Regions from separate parts of the Mus musculus genome. Here regions 1, 2, 4 and 5 are each linked to region 3. Evidence: chromatin contacts called from public HiCAR-type and promoter capture Hi-C data. All regions are on one chromosome and are shown on one strand. The core of a region is the stretch at or near the end of the contact, and the rest is flanking DNA. Distances in the headings are between cores, read along the strand shown.

The links. Promoter capture Hi-C pulls out the DNA fragments that hold promoters and counts their contacts. HiCAR-type assays count read pairs that join an accessible place to other places.
Region 1: a promoter capture Hi-C map of liver shows a contact between it and region 3, with 3 times the contacts expected there. The contact joins the promoter of Msl2 here to the promoter of Faim in region 3. A contact is called at or near these places in 2 of 39 promoter capture datasets (liver and pre-B cells).
Region 2: a promoter capture Hi-C map of liver shows a contact between it and region 3, with 4 times the contacts expected there. The contact joins the promoter of Zbtb38 here to the promoter of Faim in region 3. A contact is called at or near these places in 2 of 39 promoter capture datasets (liver and pre-B cells).
Region 4: a contact with region 3 is called in a HiCAR-type map of astrocytes, with 4 times the contacts expected there. The contact joins the promoter of Pxylp1 here to the promoter of Faim in region 3. A contact is called at or near these places in 1 of 39 promoter capture datasets (pre-B cells) and 1 of 115 datasets of contacts at active chromatin or transcription factors (astrocytes).
Region 5: a promoter capture Hi-C map of liver shows a contact between it and region 3, with 4 times the contacts expected there. The contact joins the promoter of Pccb here to the promoter of Faim in region 3. A contact is called at or near these places in 3 of 39 promoter capture datasets (erythroid cells, liver and pre-B cells).

Annotation. Positions count from the first base shown.
Region 1 is chr9:101,073,430-101,076,190 of GRCm38.p6, reverse strand. Msl2 (MSL complex subunit 2) reads right to left here and starts at 1,429. Exons shown (of 2, transcript NM_001100451.2): 1 at 771-1,429. The coding sequence starts at 912.
Region 2 is chr9:96,718,392-96,721,198 of GRCm38.p6, reverse strand. Zbtb38 (zinc finger and BTB domain containing 38) reads left to right here and starts at 1,349. Exons shown (of 3, transcript NM_001359959.1): 1 at 1,349-1,413.
Region 3 is chr9:98,984,918-98,987,636 of GRCm38.p6, reverse strand. Faim (Fas apoptotic inhibitory molecule) reads right to left here and starts at 1,264. Exons shown (of 5, transcript NM_011810.3): 1 at 1,125-1,264.
Region 4 is chr9:96,887,971-96,890,761 of GRCm38.p6, reverse strand. Pxylp1 (2-phosphoxylose phosphatase 1) reads left to right here and starts at 1,288. Exons shown (of 6, transcript NM_001289647.1): 1 at 1,288-1,403.
Region 5 is chr9:101,033,552-101,036,251 of GRCm38.p6, reverse strand. It overlaps Pccb (propionyl Coenzyme A carboxylase, beta polypeptide), which reads left to right and starts at 1,368. Exons shown (of 15, transcript NM_025835.3): 1 at 1,368-1,583. The coding sequence starts at 1,395.

The DNA.
Region 1 (2,761 bases), core at 180-2,679, 2.1 Mb before region 3:
GAAACGGGACATGGCTGTGCATGCCTGAAATACCGGCATTCAAGAGACTGAGACACTAAGACCACTAGTTCGAAGTCCGCCTAAGCTACATAGTAGGAACCTGTCTTAAATAAGCAAGTAAATAAACAATGCGACTCTGCCAGGCCACCTGACATTAAAACTACAGAAAATCTAGTCTGTAAAAAGATCTCACCAACTAAAAAGTACCATCAGCTTCATTAGGTCAGTGCTAACCTTCAAACCATCTGTTGTAGAACCTGGGGCACTGAGGTCTCTGGCTGGAGGTGCATCAAGATTATACCATCCACCCTCTGCAAAACACGAGTGCAGTGCATATTTCTTAACAATGTTTGACCACATTTAATGACAATGGTATTCAATCAGTTCCCGCAGCAGAGGTTTTAAAAAGAAGGCAGCATGCCGCTGGCATTTCAACCCCATTTAAGACATCACCGCTATACGTGTGAAGCCGTCGAAGAATTTTTTAAAATGTATTTTAAAAAAATAAAACACCAGAAAGATGTGTCAAAGCGAAATAAAACCATTTTGAACGTTAAAGCCTCCGTACAAAGGTGGCTGAAAAAGGCTCTCGGCCTTTCTGAAACGCCGGGCAAAAGTCCCTGGGCGACTTTCAAAACTAACGACCGTGTACTACTGCACAGTACCACCCCTTAAGACGAACTACCGGCCGGCCAACCGTTCACGTTACTACTGCCAAAGGAACTTTAGAAAACAAGCAGGGAAAGGGGAACAATAAAGAAGCGTCTCACCGCAAACACAGCACGAGAGGGACTGTCGGAAGTAAGGCAAGAGCCTGTTAATCTCTGTAAACGCCTTGGGGTCTCCGGGGTCGTAGTTGAGCACTAGGCGGCTCGCGGAAATGTAGAGAGCAGTAGCATTCACCGGGTTCATTGCAGACACTTCGACACCAATGGCTCCCGGTTGAAAAGAAATTCCGGATCCAAGTTTGTAAGCAGCCAGGGAACAATGGCGAATTTAAAACAATTCGGAAGAAATCTGAGCAGAACCCCTGGCCAAAGCAGCAACCAAAATCCGTGCAAGTTTGTGAAGCTGAAGCAATCCTCCCACACATGGGGGCCTCGGCGCCCCTCCTCTGTCCCTGAGACTTGCAGACCAAAGAGAGACAAGCGAAATCAGCGATCGAGTTCGTCCGACACGGCCGCGGCTGGGTGCTCCGGACGGGCTCCGGGTTCGCTCTAGCCCCGCGGCTCGGCGGGCGGCCTGCGCTCGAGCAGCATGTCCGGCCGCGGAGGCACCTCCGGGTGGAGCTGGCGCGCACGGGAGCGGGCCCGGTGGGGTCCAAGCGGTCCACACGTTTCTCTTCCGACGGCGGGGCCCTTACTCCATCGCAGCGACGTCGCGGAGGCAGCGGGACGGTGGGGACTACGGCGCAGGCGTCGGATTCCCGGGTCTAGTGCCAGCAGCCGCGGCGGCGGAGGTTGCTGTTGCTGCTGTGGCTGCTACTGCTGCTGCTGCTACTGCGGCGGGAGCGCGCCGCTGCCGTTCTCGCCATGCCGGACGCGGGGCCCACGCTGCGCCTGGCGCGGCAGGCGGGCGGGAGGGAGGCCCCCGCCCGAAAGGGAGGCCCGGGAGGAAGTGCGCGCGGGGCCCGGCGGCGGGAGGGGGCGGGGAGCAGGCCCGGCAGGCAGGCAGGCAGGCAGGCAGGCAGGCGGCGACGGCGGCGCCCCTCCGCTTCTCAGCCGCACACTTGGGGTCACCAGCGCAAGCGCCGCCCCCTCACAGCCCGGCCATCTTTTCGGCACGGCACGGACGACTCCTCCAAGCGCGACTGCCACGGTGCTGCGCCGCCGCCGCCGCCGCCGCCGCCGCCGCCTGCCTGCCCAGCCGCGGTTTAAGCGAGCTCACCCCGCCAGGCCGCCGCCGCCGCCACCCAGCGCGCACGACCAGGCCCGCTGCAGGCCCCTCCCTCGCGCCTGGCCGCCCTCACGCTTCTTCTCGCGCCGCTCTAGCTCCGTTGGGCCGGGGCTACTCCGGCCGCAGTAGATGGTGCGGCGCCTCAGGCCCGGCCGGTAACGACGACCGTTACCCCAACGGGCAAAGACACTGTCATCCCCGAGCCTCCCCCGCCGCCGTCGTCGCTAGCCCTTGTACGCATGCGCACAGCGCGCTCTCACCCCCCCTCCCCACCCCCACCCCCCGCCCTTCCTCTCCCTCCGCTTCCCTTTTCCCCTGCTTCTCCTCTAAAAGCCCCCTCCACACCCTCCCCGCGCTGCCGGCTTCACTGCGCATGCACAAACCCCCCCAACACACCCACCCCGACCCTACCGCCTTTCGCCCTTACGCGTGCGCTTTGACCGCCCACCCAGAAAACCGGATAAACACATTAGCCCGCTCACGCCAGCCCCGCCCTGCCCCGCCGCCAGCACACCCCGAGCTCACTGCGCATGTCTGGCTCGCCACTTACGGTTCCGTGCACGGAGCATGCTCGGTTTCGAGCCGGACGCGCTCTCCGCCCCTCCCCCACGTGCTCTCCAATCCGGTCTCCCAGGCGTGTGGGTTGTGGTGAATTGGGGTAGCGGGCACGGTCTCCCCTCGCGTGGGCTGCCCGCGTCGCGCCGTGGGGCGGAGGTGGGGGGAGGGTGTTCGGGGACCGGAGTTGACCCCAGTGGGAGGATGGCAGCCCAGCCCCGGCCTCGCCGGCCTCCTCCCGGAACCTAGCGCGTGGCGGGCCGTGGACTAGGCGCTGGCCCACAAGTTTGAAAGCCACTCCTCTAGGTCC
Region 2 (2,807 bases), core at 100-2,599, 2.3 Mb after region 3:
GTATTATTTAATTCAATTTAAAAAAATCACCTAGGAGGTAGACATTAATACTAAAACATATTGCATGTTAGGTACCAAAGCTGAAGGTCAGAGAAGTGGCCGTACATAGCAACAAACCTAGGCTGTCAACACAGGCCTGCTGAATCCAGAAGGCCAACCAACCTTGCCCGCTACCTCCCACCGGTCCCAGGGAATCAGCCACAGCCATACAGCTTACAGACTTCCCAGTCTTTGTGCACCAGTTTTCCCGAATTTTAAAATCATCTTCAGAGTTTCTAAAAGCCTCAATGGAAACACAAACAGGCAATTAGACCACGAGTTTCTTCAGTTTTGTTTTTTAAGGCTGGTATCTACCATTGCCAACAAGTTAGATCAGGTCTTGTGGAAGTTCTCATTGGCAGTTATGTAGACAAAAACATTCAAGCTCCCTTTTTTTTTAAGGGGAAGATGAATCATTACTTAATACATGCAGTTTAGTGGAGTTAATCTGTGAACACTGGCCTATGGAGCGAGAGAATAAAAGGGTGTTTGGCATCGAGAAGGTCGGGAACTGCTCGTTACATGTGTATGCACGTTGCCCAACCTGTCAGCCTTCACAACTCTGCATTTTTTTAAGTGACACCATTCTTCCTGCATCGTTTATGGGGCTTTACTTTGCATATAGTATTAAAAATCTACTCAGCTCACCAAAATGATCATATTCTTAATGTTTGGTCAAGGAACTGGGGTGCATAAATGGCAAGTACTGTATTCCAGGAAAATACCCTTTTTCAAAACCTTAAGGTTTTGCCAGGGAGCGAGTCGTTTTCCAAAGGACACACACACACACACACACACACACACACACACACAAAATCAAAAACTAAAAACAAACAAAAAATACTAAAGACTCAATGCTGGATGGTTCAAAACAAACACCTGCACTTAGGTGTGCGTGGGGCAGTAGGTGCCACACTGCGAATCTGTGTGGGAAGGATGTCAGCGGGCAGTCGGTGGCTTTTATTTTTTTCATTGCATGAAACAGTTCTTATACCATGGTGGGAAATAATCCAGGCGTCCCCTGACAGCCATGAGAAAGCACAGGTGACACCCTGTTCTCAGAATTTGGTGCGGGTTAAAACTGCATAGGGTGCCCGGGGCCTGCTCGGTGGCTGCGCAGCATCTGTGCGAGCCTGGCTCTGCCGCAGTGGCGCCGGGGGGTGCGGGAGCCTCGCGGCCTGCAGCGTCCCGGAAGCCCTGCGCGTCGGCGCCCGAGGTCGAGCGACCGTCCGGCCTGCACTGCACCAGGGGCAGACCGGGGCGTCCGGGCCCAGCCGCCGGCGTCCATTTTCTGGGCGGCGCTGCGGCCGGACTCGCAGGTCCGGAAGCGCCATGGACCCCGCGGGAAGCGCGCGGGCGGCGGAGCGGAGCCCCGTAAGTGCGCGGGGTCCGCGCGACTCCGGGGCGTGGAGGTGGGGAGGCGGGAGCCGGTGGGCAGCGCTCGCGCCGGGCTGCAGCGGACGCGGAGCGGAGCGGAGCCTACGGAGCAGCCAGCGTCCGCAGGTGCCCGCGTCCCGCCCCACCAGGCTCGGCTGCAGGGGGGCAGCGGGGAGTGACGCGCACCTGGGGCTCGGGACTGTCGCGCCTCCCCTCCGGTGAAGCGCAAACCCGGGCTGCTTCCTGACCCTACCCGTTCGCGATGAGATCCTAGTGCGACACCAAGCCCCTGGAATTGAACCGGATGTTCAAAGGCAGGGCCCTGCCTCCAGGGGTTGCAGCCTTGGCCTCCTGCTCCTGCTTGCTGCAGCCGTCTGTCCGTTGGGACAATTCAACAGTCAGCCTTTAGACACCTCTTTGCAGGTTAGCTGATAAATAACCTGAGATTTTAATCTGTCTGCGCTTCCACTTTATAACTCCTGCTTTGCGGTGGGTAAGTGCCTGGTTCCCATTCTGGATATTGGGCCTGATTGGAAAACCCTTGTAATGATCGGTTCTAAATGATAACCGTTTATGTTGCGTATGCATATTTGAAAGGTTAAAGGGCATTCACCTAATTGGGAAGCTCAAGTGCTTGCTCTGGTTCGCGTGGCTGGAAAGACTCGTTTTGTTGTGGTTTCAGAGAAACTTATAGCGTCTTACAGTAGCTAAGATCAAAGAGCAGAGTTTGTGTTTTGTGACAGGGTCTGGTTAAGGAGCCTAGAATGGTTAATAGGTTAGCCCAAGCTGGTTTCGAACTTGCCACTTGCAGCGGTTGACTGACTGCTAGGATGATAGGCCTTCTACCAGTGTTTTTCCAGGACCAAACACGCATTAGAATTCCTTTGATGGGTCATTGCTGAAAATTTTGAAAAGATTAGAATATATAGTGCGAAAAGACTAGAAAAAGTAACCGTTGCACACAGTACAGATAAGCATAGTTTAATGAAGCCTTTGGCTTATATAACATCATTTGTAATAAAATGGGTCACTGTCAAAAAAGCCTTTAAGACTCCAATTTAGCGTTCTGTGGTGGGGATTTTGCACCCAAATCAGACTGGGTTTGTGCTGATGTTAACCTGGGTTTGAATCCCGACACTCACCCAGGGTGACCTCCAGAAACAGGTTCACGGCACTGTTTGCAGCTGTAAAATGGGGAACTGTTCCCTACAGCTGAGGGGTGTTACGGAGATTTACCCATCCGCTGAGAGCACTTGGTGGAGTTCCCGATGTCCTAAAGGCACCTCACATATACTAACGGCAATGACTTTTGTGGCTGAAATCCTGAATCCTAGACACTCGTCCTGAATCCTAGACACTAGTCCTGAATCCTAGACACTAGTCCTGAATCC
Region 3 (2,719 bases), core at 15-2,514:
CTTGGCCCAACAGGGTTTTTTCTTAATTTACTTTGGTTGTGATCAATATAATTCATATTATACCTTGTTATTATACCTTCATATTACCACTTGTTTCACACCTGTGTTCTGACCCCACCACTCTGTCCTAAGCCTCACCATGACCTGCACAGGTCTGCTTTTAGCAGAAAACCTTATATGGAATAACAACCCCCAGATCACTAACGATGATTTTACTATATACTGTATTTCCAAAATCCATTCGGTATTTCAGAAACGGTGCTTATCTAATCTAATTATGATGACGTCACCAGACACTAACACCGCCCACAATGACATTTACATGAGCATTGGTTGCAGTACAAGGCAATTTTCAAATTTTCAGACTTGTGTTTACTCGCTGTTACAGGTGACAGATTGAATGCAACGTTAGATGGTTAAACAGCAAAACAACTCAAGTTACCTGTCCCACCATCTTCCACCTTGAGTACAGCGTAATTTCGCTGGGTTTCATTGAACCAATTCATTCTATACCTGAGACAGGTCTCCAAGTCAGCCTTTGCATGAGAAAAACAACAGAATTCTAGGAAGAGACTATAGAATCCCACTCTGCCCGCTGTAAGATAACAGGCTCCTTCATTAAGCAACTCGAGTTGAGCTTATTGCAACACTAGAGCGATTCAGGAATAAATCTGTCCCTAAAGCCAACCTCCACGAAGGAAGTAGCCACAGCCAGCAAGGATGCTGCAGTGAGCTGCTCTCAAGAGCTCCCGACCACCGAGCGAGGTTAGCTCGGCCTCCTACAACCCCTGGAGGTACGTGTAGGTAGGTACTTGTAGGTACCTCTCCGGGGTATTTGGGCCAAGGGCCGCCTGGGACGCAGTCAGGAGCGGCACCGAGACTCGGACACGTCCGAAGCCCGAGAACTCCGGACCGCGCCACGAATACTGCGCCGAGGCACCGGAGGGTCCGCAGCTTCGGGTGGCCGCCCCACACCCCTTCTTTCCGGGGCCTCTTGCCCTGAGCCCACACTGCGGCTTGCTGTCTGCCGACCGAGGCCTGGGCACCACGCATCTCGGAGCCCGCTCGGCCAGGCCGAGCTGGAAGCGCCCGCCGAAGCTGCCAGCACCGTCTCCCGCGCTCACCTGCTCCGCGCGCCGCCACCGGCTCCCGATCCCACGACGTAGTCAGCAGCTCTCGCGGCCGCGCCCACCGGGCTCCAGCACCCGCATGCCGGGCGCCCAGCCTCCTACTGCCTTCCGGGCTCAACGAGACCCCGCCCACTGCCCTACTGCGCCTGCGCGAGTGCGAGAGCCCTTTTCAGAGGCTCCGCCCACGCTCCGCGCGAAAACCAATTCCCGGTGTCCGCCTCCATAGGCCCCGCCTACCCTCCGCTTTGGGGCCAATCCTGCTCCTGCTGTGCGCCGCTCTGCGCCCTTGTGCACAGTTGAGCGCTCTGCGGTGCGCCCTGCTGCGCCGCTGCTGCCCCTAGGCCCTGTGGGTGTCACTTTCTTGTTTGTTGTGCAGGTCTGACAGCAGCTTTTGTAGCCTTCCGGATAACCCGCACCTCCGGGAGAGGCAACTCGTCCGCTGAGACCCTTTGTTCCCACTGCCCTGCCGGCCTTCCATTCTCTGCTATAAGAACGGTCATTTTAGGTGGAAGAGTCCAGCCTTTGAAACCCTCTGTACGACCACAGGGGTCGTTTGGCTGCCGAGCCTTACACCTAGCCCAGAGGTTTTTGCTCGCCTTGTCTCCCTATTTTATATATACTTCTTCCTTTAGTGAGATGTTTGAATTTCACTTACTGACAGACAAACCTTAGGGAAAGAGTATAGAGTTCAATAATATAATAGGGCGTTTAGTTATCCTGGGTGAGGTCGTGGGTTATGTAAATTATTTTTAGTGTATATAATACATATGTACAAACACACAACCACTGAATTGTCCCTAATGCTATTGTAAAGTCTCAGACAAACAGGTAAGTAAGTAATGTCGGATAGAATCTACAGTTTCATTTATATAAAGGGAACGAACCAATGAGAGATTTTTTTTAAGTCTGATAAAGATTTAATTTGGGAGTGTTTGTGCCTGTTTAGTTGATATTTAAGAGAATCTCACTACGTAATTCATAAGAGCCTCACACTTGGATTCCAGACCCTCCTGCCTCAGTCTCCCCAGTGCTTGGATCACCATGCCTATCTACCCAGCCCTCAGGAGGTTGAAACAGGAGGATTGCAAGTTCCAGGCTACCCTAAGCTTTATAACTAAGCCTTGTTTCAAAAAACTAAAGTAGTAAAATTTAATGAAGCAGAAGTTTCAGGCACGGTATCTGCAACATTAAAGAACACTGGTCTACTTAATATTCTGAAATTTCTGACTGTCATGGCAATAAATTTTTTTTAAAGAAAAGAATAGACAAATGGGAGAGAACTGGACAAAACAGATGGCAGACACATTGTACCCCTTACATAAAAGAGTTTCTATGAATAGATTTTTAAAATGCCAAATGGTGTTTTTCAATTATTGGTGAAATGTTCAAGTAGGATATTAGAAGGACAGGGAATATAAATGGTCAATTTAAAAAGACCTTTTCTGATTTCTAGCACTGAGGGAAAAAGCTTACTCTTACCATGGACTCAACCAACTGCAACTCAAAAATCTTTTGTGAGGTCTAAGAGTTGCCTAGCATACCCGAAGCCCTCAATGTAAAACTCAAACACTAAAACACACCATCAAAGA
Region 4 (2,791 bases), core at 39-2,538, 2.1 Mb after region 3:
GTATGTATTTTGCTTTGGGCTAGTGTGGATGGAGTTGTCTGTCATCTGCAGCCTGTGTGACTTGTGAAGGAGTGGAACTTGGAATTAGAGCAGAACTGTCAAGAGTCCGTGGCGAGAAGGAAGAGTCTGTGTTGGATAGGATGCCTGGACTGTGGTGGTCCTTGAGGGCCAGCCCAAGTAGGAATTTAACGGGGAGTGAGATTTCATGCTCACGTATTGGAGAAAGCTGTCGCTAGTACTGAAGGGATAAGCAGGCTGAAGGTGGTGTTGAGCCTGGGTAATTGGGTGAGAGGGATAGTAACTAGTGTCCTCAGGCAAGTGCCAGCTGGCCATCAAGGCATTGAACAGAGAAGGCATTCCAGATGGCTGGACCATGGGGGTAAATGGAATGCAGGCTAGGGAAGTAGAATCTAGCTGATTTGAGGGGAGAAATTGGAGGTAAAAATATGGATAAAATATAAAGTGTTTTGATTTAGTCACTATCGAATGAGTTAGGGAAAATCAAGTGATGCGCTACCCTCAAAACCGCACCTCTTTTGCAGTTGAGAGAGGCACAAGGGTGTCACTGTAGTCCCAGAACTGACAACAAAGGCAATCTCACAATTGTGGTTGGTGAGATCCTTTTTTACAGCATTTGAAACAACAACAACAAAAGACCCACAAACACAGCTTTATAGAACGAGTGCTGCGCGGGTCTTTGGCTGGCAGCCCTGGGGTCATGCAGAAACGCCCCCGTGACACAGCCACGACCTCTCAAGGGTGGATGCCTGCAGGCCTTTAGGGACAAAACTACTGCCAGGTCTAGAGTAGACACAGGCCGGATGTGGCCCGCGCCGGAAGAGAAGCGCGGGACAGGCGCTTGGGTGGAGGTGGCACGGTGGCTAGGATATGCCAGTTTTGAGTCCACGAGGCACCGCAGGACCCACATCCGCAGCTAGATCCGCGGCGCGGAGTTAGGCACGCAGTCACAAAGCACCCTAGCCAAGGCTGGGACGGGTCCAGGGCAGTGTCCTGGGGCCATGGCACCCTCCCGGGTCCTAAGTCCGGCATAGGGAGGAGCATAGGCCCTGTGCGCTCCGAGTGCGCGCGCTTTCCCGGACCCGGACGGCGCGACCGGAGCCTGTCTGGATGACTGTTTGGACACTCCAGGCCATGTGTGCCTCCAAGGCCCGGGATGCGGGTCGCCGCAGCCTGCTGGTCCCGCACGGCCGCCTGCGGGGCGGAGCTCCAGGGCGCCCTGAGCGCGTCGGGCCGGGCAGGGACCCGGCGGTCCCGGTAGGGGGCGCTGCGGAACCCCGAGTTTGGCGGCCTGCGCGCGCCACCGCCGCCTGCACTCCCGCCAGGAGGAGCTGGCTGCGGGTGGAGATCCCTACGCACAGCGACGGAGGCCGGGACCGTAGGCGGTGAGTGTGGTGCGCGCCGGGTCCCAGCGGTTGTGAGGCTTCTCGCAAGGCGGGCTTGTGTCTAGGGTCTTGGGGGGCGACCCCGGAGAGGTGTCCGCGATGCCAAGATCCGGAGGCAGGGGCGGGCTTCCAAGCAGCGGGTGTGAGCCCTGCCACCAAGCTCTTTCCCTTATCTACGCGCTCCCCAGTTGCCACCTCTCCCCATACCCTCCCCGCGTTGGAGAGGGGTCCCTGCCCTCCGATCCGTCTCCCCTTTCTCAGCCCTGCACCCTAGAAGCCTGCCCGCACACCCCCTTTTCTCCCTCAAGCCCTCCCACGCCTACCTCCTCCTGGTTGCCTGCCGCTCGCCTCTCCCTCCCAGCTCTGCTCCTACGGTCCCCGCCGCCACCCCAGCGGGGTCCCATTCTGCCTAGGCGCTCCTGCTGAACGACTCAGCGGGAATCTGAGCTCCGGGGTCCCCCTTCTCCCGGCTGTCCCATAGCTGCAGTGTCCAGGTAAAAAGGGGCTGCAACTTCAGGGCCTGCCCCGGGGGTGGGGCTGGTGCTTCGCCAGCTACCTGCTGCCTGCGGCGCAGGAACCCTGGGCCCAGCCCAGGGCCACTTCACGCGTGCAGGTTATGCTTGCTCAGTGTTCTGTTTAGGACAGTGTGGTTACTTCTTTGCTTGCTTTTGCTTGGTGAACTTGGATAGGTTGCGATTTCTTAAAAAGAAGCCGGCTTTGCTACCCACAAATATGGAGCAGGTTTTCTTTGCTGCTGTGACTGGCTGTCAGTAGTACCTGTGGATCGGGGAAGATTTAGCTATGCTGGGGAAATGGAGCCACATCCCCACTCTCTCACCACAGCTCTGGGAACGTAACTGTCCCCTCTAGGGTGGGCCCGTGTCTTTGTGGAAAGGCAAGGATGCTTCCTAAACATTCAACAGGTAAAAACCAGTTAGGAATCTGGATCAGATCTGGTGTGGATAGGGAAATGTGGGATGAGTGAGTGATCAAGGAGGGGCTCTGGGAGAGTTCCATGGCTTAGGGACATTTGTTGCTCTTTGCGGCAAGTCCCAGGCTGGACCCTGACTATGGACTAGACAGTGATGAGCCCAGCCTACCCTCTGGAACTGTCGGTCGGGCTTGGCACCAGCCCCCTCCTCAGAGGTGTTGGTGCCCTGTGGTGACATCTGTGGGAAGAGGATTTAAAGCAGATGGCTTGGAAAGCCTCATGGTCCCCGGAGAGAAGTGGAGATGGCATGGTGACAGCCCAGCGTGTGCGTTCACCCCTTCCCTTCTGGGGTCTTTCATTAAATCTTAGATTAAATTAATTGCCTAGTCAGAGAAAGAACATATAAAGGGTATTTCTCTTTTAGGATTGGCTCTGGGCCAGCCTGCCCTCACAGATA
Region 5 (2,700 bases), core at 119-2,618, 2.0 Mb before region 3:
GCTAAGAGGTCAGCAGCCTCCCCCCCCCCCCCCCGCCCCCGCCCCCCGCCCCCGCCGCCGCCTTGCATCCCCTCTGATTAGTAGGTCTGAGCCCGAGCAGTCTGCTCCTAGTTTACTTTTCCTATTTCCTCCCAGCTAATGCCAAAGCCGCTGTGTTGACAAGATTCTCTTCTTGACCAAACTTCGGTCAGGCTCTACTGAGCATCTCTTGAATAGAACTGACCTTGGCTCCCAGGTCCTCTCTTCTAGAGGGTAGCTTTGCCAAGAATCCTGCTAAGTCAGTTATGCCAGAATCTTCCACCCTTGATGAGGGATCGCCCTCCATATTTGATAAGGTTCTTCTTCCACTGTCCCCCAAATGATGTCTGAGCACCCTGGCTTGCCTTCAACCAAGCAAACGTTGTTTGTCAGATTGCTCCTTGCCCTGTGTTCCCTATTAATTTTCTATCCATTGAGCTCCCTCCCCGATACATCTTGTCTTTGGTGTATTCGGGGTTGAGGCCAACCTCTCTCCCCTACTGTAAAACCCTATGGAGCCTAGACCTAGCACAATGGTCTCTAAAAGTTTACTTCACCATTCTGTGTCTCGTCACAAACTTAAAAAACATCAAATAATTTGTGTGTATCAGAGTTTGGGCGTGCACATGTGGAAGTCACAGGACAACATGGGGTGTCAATGGTCCCCTTATTTGTGTGAGAATTGGGTCTCATTTGCTTCTGTACATGCTAGGGTGGCTGTTCCGTGAGCTTCCTGGGATTCTTTTATTTCTGTCAGCTATCTCACCTAGGCAACCTCTCTGTACAGACACTCATTACTCTGGCTGAGTACTGAGTTTGGGGACCCCAATTTTGGTCCTCATACTCAGGCTGGCAAAGGCTTTAACTTAGCACTGAGCCAAGTAGCTTCCCAGCTCCTCTCCCCTTTAAGAGACCCTCTCTGGAGCTCAATACGTAGCTCACAAAACATTTCAGTCTTGACGCCATACAAACCTACTTCTGTTCCTGTGTATCCCATCTCTGAAATCTGGATATAAATTATTTCAAGGCTAAGTTTTAAGAGCAAAACCTGGCACAGCATTTGGTAAAAGTTGGTCAGAGCTCATTATCTATTCATTTTTGGGGGGAAGAGGGTCGACGAAGCCTGGAGTTTAGATGGCTAACGCAGAACGAGGAATGAAGTCCTTGTTCTGTGTGGCTACACGGGCACAGAGCTGAGAGGCAGGTATTTCCTAGAACAGGACCGCCTTGAGCCTGAATGCAAGCCTGTGACTGCTACCAGCTTTAGGGCCAGCGACGACGCGCAGGCGCAGACTCGCAATGTCTACGCTCTCTGCGCATGCGTCCTGAGGTGCAGTGTGTGTCACGCTGGCAGTCAAAAAAAAAAAAAAAAAAAAATGGCGGCGGCGATTAGGATTCGGGCGGTGGCGGCTGGAGCGAGGCTCAGCGTTCTGAATTGCGGCCTCGGCATCACGACCCGCGGCCTTTGCAGCCAGCCGGTTTCAGTTAAAGAGCGCATCGACAACAAGCGCCATGCAGCGTTGCTGGGAGGAGGCCAGCGCCGCATCGACGCGCAGCACAAGCGAGTGAGTCACGGGCGCCAGTGCGTCCCGCCCCCTCCGCTCCCGCCCTATCACAGCGCGCCGGGCTCGCGGCGCACGAGCCTCCCAGCCAATAGGCGCTGCGCCTGGGAGGGGCGCGGCGAGAACGTCCACCTGGAGAACCTAGAGCCCCCTCGGGTGTCAGTAGACATCTGCACCACTTAGGGAGGTCCCCAGGCGGTGGTGGTGGGCATTGGTCGTCGGATGGATGGATGGATGTGACCGGTCTCCAGCTGCGCTCCACTTAGCAGCTTTGAACTTTTGGGAAAGGTGGTCTTTAGAAAGCACCGTAAACAGAATAATGTCTTCCAGGTCTTGTTTGAATAAGATTGCCACGTTAATCGGCCACAGGCTCTGAATTTAAAAGACGGGATTGTTCTCCCGCTGCCTGAAAGTGTTTATGACAGTTTTTTTTTTTTTTTTTTTTTTCCCTTCCCTCTTCTCGGGGAAGGAAGCAGTAAAACCCAGGCACGAAGTATTAGAAAAAACTTGGTTATGTTCACATTAACCTGGTGTGTTGTCTCCCTGCGTGCTGGGGATTTGTGACGCCTGTGACCGAGGAAGTCTGGTTGGCCTCTTGAGAGGTTCATGTATCGATCTGCTGCATAGGAAGCAGGTGGACTTTCTATAAACTCTCAGGCTACTCTGCTGAGAGCAGCTGAGGCGGGAATCACATTTGAGCTTCTTCTGGGGAGGTCATTTAGCAGCAGAAAAACAAAAAACAACAGAAGCTGGAAGAGGTGACCCTAGACTTGAAGCCAGACTTGCCCAGTGTGTCCTTGACAACTGAGTGAGTCCAGGCAGAAGAGCTGGATAAGTTAACATGAAGGTTCCCTAAGGGAAGGGCTCCTGTGAAGGGCATGCAAGTCTTACCCAAGTGTGTGAAAATCTGGGTCAAATGTTGATTCAGATGTCCTGAGTTAGGTTTGAAAAAAGAAAAATGCTCAAGGAAAACTATTTATTCCTCTTGACACTTAGGGATGTAAATGTGGTTGTAAGGTTTATGGTGAGCCATAAGCCCTCTCTCCCTTGGGGTCCCTCTGAAGGGCTATTAAGTTCCCTGGGAAAGCCTGTCACTGCTCTGGTAACCTTTCTCTTGGGA